2 separate regions of the Chanodichthys erythropterus genome follow, and region 1 is linked to region 2. Evidence: chromatin contacts called from public Hi-C data. All regions are on one chromosome and are shown on one strand. The core of a region is the stretch at or near the end of the contact, and the rest is flanking DNA. Distances in the headings are between cores, read along the strand shown.

Region 1 (3,402 bases), core at 842-3,341, 150 kb after region 2:
TTTGTTTTACTTTATGTGGCGTATTACTCAGTTAATAAATAACAACCATCAGATTCAAATGGGCATATGTGATGTTTGTAAATATATGAATATTGTAAAGACTGGAGTCTCTTGAAGGCCACAATTGTAAAAGTATTTGCATCTGTACATTTCTCAAAAATAAAACTTGTCAATCATACAATAAATATACTATTAATTTCACTTTTTTCTCATTTCTTACAATCTCCCGCTATTGTGTTAAATACAATTTGGTGACATGCATTTTTGTTAGTTGTGTTACATATAATCAATGGTTATTAATTACAACCTGAATTCCGGTAGCGTTGGGACGTTTTTTAAATTTGAATAAAATGAAAACTAAAAGACTTTCAAATCACATGAGCCAATATTTTTTCACAATAGAACATAGATAACATAAATGTTTAAACTGTTAAAATGTTACAATTTTATGCACAAAATTAGCTCATTTCAAATTTGATGCTACAGGTCTCAAAATAGTTGGGACAGGGGCATGTTTACCATGGTGTAGCATCTCCTCTTCTTTTCAAAACAGTCTGAAGACGTCTGGGCATTGAGGTCATGAGTTTCTGAAGTTTTAATGTTGGAATTTGGTCCCATTCTTGCCTGATATATTCTGCTGAAGAGTTTGTGGTCGTCTTTGACGTATTTTTCATTTAATGATGCATCAAATGTTCTCTATAGGTGAAAGATCTGGACTGCAGGCAGGGACTCTTCTACGACAAAGCCATGCTGTTGTAATAGCTGCAGTATGTGGTCTTGCATTGTCCTGCTGAAACACACAAGGCCCTTCCCTGAAATAGACGTCATCTGGAGGGAAGCATATGTTGCTCTAAAACCTTTATATACCTTTCAGCATTCATAGTGCCTTCCAAAACTTGCAAGCTGCCATATCGTATGCACTTATGCACCCCCATACCATCAGAGATGCTGGCTTTTGAACTGAACACTGAAAACACGCTGGAAGGTCTCCCTCCTCTTTAGCCCGGAGGACACGGTGTCCGTGATTTCCAACAAGAATGTCAAATTTGGACTCGTCTGACCATAGAACACTTTTCCACTTTGAAACGGTCCATTTTAAATGAGCCTTGGCCCACAGGACACGACGGCGCTACTGGACCATGTTCACATATGGCTTCCTTTTTGTATGATAGAGCTTTAGTTGGCATCTGCAGATGGCACAGCGGATTGTGTTTACCGACAGTGGTTTCTGGAAGTATTCCGGGGCCCATTTAGTAATGTCATTGACACAATCATGCCGACGAGTGATGCAGTGTCGTCTGAGGGCCCGAAGACCACGGGCATCCAATAAAGGTCTTCGGCCTTGTCCCTTAAACACAGAGATTTCTCCAGCTTCTCTGAATCTTTTGATGGTGTTATGCACTGTAGATGATGAGATTTGCTATTTGACGTTGAGGAACATTGTTTTGTGATTTGAAAGTCTTTCATTTTTTTCAAATTTAAAAAACATCCCAACTTTTACGGAATTCGGATTGTAATTCTACTGTAACAGCATTACGAAGAATATGCAGACTGTTCTGTTGAAACCATGTTATAATTAAATTATCATCATAACATCACTGACGAAGGGCCTCCAAAAAGCATGTTTTAATTAATTAAAATATCCTGTAAAATATTTTTATCTCCTCACTGCAAATAACTTTTATTTCAAGATGTCATCAGTTGTCACCATTTGTCAATTATTACACAAATGTCACTATTTTTTAATATCAATGGTGCTACAGCAACACAAGTATTTTAAACAACAGTTTTAAATATTAAATAACATTTATTGAACTAAAATGTTCAGCATGTATAAAAATTATTTCTTAACCGTTCTTAAAGAATGGTCAAACGGTTGTTGTTGTTATTATTATTATTTTTTATGCATTTTATAAAATATAAGCCTAAGATTTCTTGTAGTGCAATTGTTATAACCTTTGAATGCTTTGATGTATGAGACTATTTAAAGTAAAAAACAAGTGCGTACGTTAAAGAGGTTTGTTTGGGGTTTAAATATTTACTTCATTTCTTTTTGACCTTCATTAACCTTGTCATTAACTTCCACCAGCTTTTAACAGCCTTTCAATGTCCCTCCCCGGATATATAAACAAGATGCTCTTTTACTCCCTGACGCTAGATGGCACTCAAGCCTTTCAATATAATGAATTTAAACCCGAACTCGAAGCCAAAGTGAAACCTGTGTTTTTGTTGTTTTTCTAGTTACTTTATTTACAGTAATTGTCTCGAACTATATGAACGTTTAAAGGGACACAAAACACACATTCAGCTTTATTGTTGAGGTAAGTTATCAGACCTCCAGCTCTAGCCAGAACATAACGTATCTAACCAGTGGCTCTTTAACACATTAGTGCTTCGTAAATGTTAGCTTGTCACGGTGTTGGTGTTGTAATTTTAAATAACCATTAATTGCATTTTCTGTCAGTCAAAACAATGATTTTTGTAGTTTCATGAGGTAGTGATTGACTGTAAGCTTGTAATACATTTTAGATACAGAGTTTATGGAAATTTAAACCCACAGGGAAGTCCCTGCTCAAATTCAAAGATGGACAAGATGAAGGTACGGCTTATGTCTTCCTTTTGAGTAACTTTGAGTAGTCTTACTTTTTTACTTTCCAAATCTGTGTAAAGATTGCAAAAACATTTAGAAATGATCCTCAAAATGACTAATATAATAAGAACAAGTTTTCAGTGTGGCTGTGATACAGAAGAGATTGAATTAATTCATTAGTCAGGACACTGGAGTAATTTATGTTATGATTGGGTTTGTGGTCTTCCTCATTTGTTGCAGGTCCCGTGCATCACAGGATGGCGTCTGCTCCACATGAGAGGAGATTTGTTCACCTGTCCGTCCACCGATGCCCTGGCGCACTGCATCAGTGAGGACTGCCGCATGGGAGCAGGGATCGCTGTACTCTTCAAGAAGAAGTTTCATGGAGTTGAGGAGCTTCAGGCTCAGAGTGAGTGTGAATTATCATTACTGACAAGTGCAACAAATATAACATGCATTTGGTTCTCAGTTTTATTCTCTTTTCTGTAGAGAAGCAACCTGGGCAATGTGCAGTCCTTGAAAGATCTGGTCGGTTTGTGTATTACCTGGTAAGATGGCTTGTAGCCACTTTAATTCACATCTGTTCTATGTTTTACAAAATCAGATGAGTTTTCTGACTTACAACATTCTCTTTTTTTGTTATTCAAAACGTACCTTTTTCACCTTTTTTCTGCACTAGATCACAAAGAAAAAGTACAACCAAAAACCCACCTATGACATTCTCAAAAAGAGCCTTGTGTCTATGAGAGAACACTGCTTGGCCAATGGCGTTAACAGTATATCCATGCCTCGGTAAACTGACAGGTTTAATA
Region 2 (3,457 bases), core at 586-3,085:
CCCACTTCGCAACTTACAGGACTTAAAGGATCTGCTGCAAACATCTTGGTGCCAGATACCACAGCACACCATCTGTTTTTTTTATTGTTCAGATAAAGCCGACTCTGTGACCCTCCTCACATGATTAATAGCTATGCTATAATAGTGTTATGAGATAGTGCCTTTTTTTAGACAGTATGTTTTTTTCTTTCTGATATCATGCCCCATTTAGTGTGACAAATGCCTTTTTTTTGTTTTGTTTTCCCACCTCTGTTTCTTTTTTTGTGTTTAAGATGTTTGTGTTGGCCTGTCAGTGCAGTGGTCGAGGAGTTTGACTCAAGCATTCATTTCCTCCTGATGACCTCCTGTCTTCAGCAGTGAACTCACACAGAGACTCTGCAGAGGTGATCGATTGGAGACAACGGGCAGCAATTCCTCCTTGGGAGAATGTGCAAATGAGATCAATTGATCGAGTTCACCATGGATGCAGTGAGGAGAGGCATAATTAGTTACACTGAGTGTGTGTTGTCTGCGTGTTTCTTCATGTGGATCTCTGTCTTCGGAGTGACTGAAGGTCTATTTATTGCATTCAATATATTGTAACAATAAGACTCGTTATTGCTTGAGAAAACAATTAACAGGGCAACAAAAATATTCACTCTATTCATCATATGAAATGTCTTTTATCTCACCTAATACTTTAGCAAACTGTTTTTTTTTTCTCTTCACTTCCATTTGAATTCATTACCCCAATATGTGTTTTGCTCATTAACTGTCTTTGTGGTATTCAGAGATTTTTCATTACAGGCTAAATGAGGTGCTGTTGCATAATTAGCCCACATTTAAAGTGTGGTACAACTTATTTTTAGGCCACAGCACAGTTAAAAGTACTGTACTCTTGCCTAATGACTCGAAAATAATGTGAAGGTTTACATTATCGCTCCATTTCCAGGATACAGACCCATGACTGATTTATCTTCTTTGCCTTATATGTCATGCTTCACTTGTGGTTCGATACACAGCTGATTATTTGTAAGAAATTGCACGCACGCACACACATACATACCTTTTTCTTCTTCTTTCTTTCTTTATCCCCCTTTGCTAGGCCAAAATGGTGGCTTTTTTTTAAATAATGGCCTTTTCGCAGTCCGCATGTGGCTAGACAGAAACCCATCCTGAGAAATTCACTGGAATGAAACGTGGACAAATAGCAACAGTGTTGCTGATACGCGACAATTTTACTAAATGCCAAAAGGGGGCAGTAGTGTTACAAAATGACAGCTTGCACCGATGCACTTCATTAGTGAGTCTGTCACTCACAGCACCCCCATTACCCATGTCATTTGTTATAATAGTCGGAGCATGCGAGGTACAGTAGGGTTCGAAGGAGGATCGCAACAGGATCACTAATACTTCATTTCGAATGTCTATATATCACGCATTCTATTGGAAACATGAGTAACTGAACACAAACTTGACACTTAAAGCATGAATGATTTTTGAGTGTGTGTAGTAGTGTGTGTGTTTTTAAGTTCCACTGAATGAACAAATAAGATATCAATGATAATTTTAGTAACAAACAATTTTCTGGCGCCGCAAATAATGACACATAATAAGATTATTTAAAGCGATCGATTTCTTGTCTTGAGCAGTCAACCAATTGAACTCTTGAAGTGACATTAAAAGGCTGTAGGATAAATCTATACTTGTTTTGATCCCAAGTGTTCACTTTGTAGTTCTCTGTCAAAGTGGAAGATACATCCAGGATGCAGACAGCGCGTGTGAGCATTCAGGGGAGGGCGAAGTAAGTGATGCTGAGCCAATGGAGATACTCGTGCGAGAAGCATCTGTCCGAAACCCAAACTAACCGCTGGCATAACGCTACTGTCTCCGGTATGAGATGCGCGTTGAGATGAAAATCTGATTGAAGTTTGAAGAAGCTCACTCTTATTCACTGACTTTTGGAAATTCGCTCGAGCAGGACCAAACAAGAAGGTAATAATACGCACGAGAAGGTTATTATTGAAAGTTTTGTCGTGTTATTTTGCATATAGCCTACTCGAGGCACATGGTGCTGACTGCAGTTTGTGCCTGTTTTTGAGAAGATCCACCTATAGCATAATACTCTGTATTATGATATTAAGACATCACGTTTTAACGATTATAAATTAATTTATTATAATTTCTATCAAATATTTTACCGTCGTATGAAAAGCGTATATCACACAAGCCTTATTGTCGTGTTTTAGGAACGCTGATGTTAGCTGCAACGAGTATCTTTCTGATTTAATCTTGATTTCAGGATGTTTTAGTTCATGTAGTATGTATTTTTATATAAATGCATATTTTTGAGTTCAGGACTGGGTAAGGCGGTTCGTGCAGTGTGTGTTTTCACGGCTTTTGGAGATGCTGTTCCGCATTAGGTCAGCACTGCACAACCCCCAACTGTTGTAATGCTGAACTGCTACATACCTCTTAAGGATATGTTTAGAGAATGGCCATTTCTATTATGGAGAATGGTTGTTTAGTGAGAGGCATCTAACTTTAGGCTATTATTCGCATGGTTAAACAAATCCAATAACAACAAGAGCTTTTATTGTCACAGTACAGCAATAATCTCGCTTAATTTAATCACCTGTTGCATGGCTGTTCTCTTTCATCTAAGATGGCATTTTAAATTTGGGATTAATGTTTCAACAAAACCATTTTACAAGCTTACAATAATGAAATCCTCAGTTGTGATCTATATCTTTTTATGCTCATAGTTTGTGTAACCTGTCTTCAGATGTAATTTACACTACCTTGGCCTGAGCAAAGTTGTTTTTTTTTGTTTTTGTTTAAAGGGTTAGTTTACTCAAAAATTAAAAAAATTGCTCACCCTCATGTCGTTCCACACCTGAAAGTTGACGTGACTGCAGTGGTTCAACCTTAATTTTATGAAGTGACGAGAATACATTTCATGTGAAAAAAAACAAAACAAACTTTATTCAACAATATCTTCTCTTCTGTGTCATTATTATACGTTGTTTACGTTCAGCGCCGACTCATTATTGGCTGGCTCTGCATCAGCATCACACGAATGCGTTGTGCTGCTCATGTGATCAGCCTCTGCCAATACTGAGCCTGCGTTAGAAACTGGAAGCACTGAACATAAACAACGTATGAGAATGACGCAGAAGAGAAGATATTGTTTTTGAGCACAAAAATGATTCTTGTTGCTTCATAACATTAAGTTTGAACCACTGTAGTCACGTCGACTGTTTTAATGATGTTTTCAGTACCTTTCTGGACCTTGAAAGTGGTGGTTAAAGTCACCTCTCGGATTTCATAAAGAATATCTTAATTTGTGTTCTGAAGATGAACGAAGGTCTTACAGGTGTGGAATGACATGAGGTTAAGTAATAAATGACAGAAAATTTAATTTTTGGTTGAACTAACACTTTAGCCAAGCAGACGCTTTAAAGTGTTAGATCTAAAA

What was found. Hi-C and Micro-C count contacts between places; a contact is called where the count stands out from the background.
Region 1: a contact with region 2 is called in a Hi-C map of an unstated tissue, with 8 times the contacts expected there. The contact joins the promoter of oard1 here to the promoter of LOC137009749 in region 2. A contact is called at or near these places in 2 of 2 Hi-C or Micro-C datasets (muscle and an unstated tissue).

What each region holds. Positions count from the first base shown.
Region 1 is chr20:27,225,692-27,229,093 of ASM2448905v1, forward strand. It overlaps oard1 (O-acyl-ADP-ribose deacylase 1), which reads left to right and starts at 2,092. Exons shown (of 5, transcript XM_067371124.1): 1 at 2,092-2,321; 2 at 2,831-2,999; 3 at 3,080-3,138; 4 at 3,270-3,382. The coding sequence starts at 2,864.
Region 2 is chr20:27,075,123-27,078,579 of ASM2448905v1, forward strand. It overlaps LOC137009749 (kelch domain-containing protein 8B-like), which reads left to right and starts at 1,836. Exons shown (of 7, transcript XM_067372220.1): 1 at 1,836-1,974.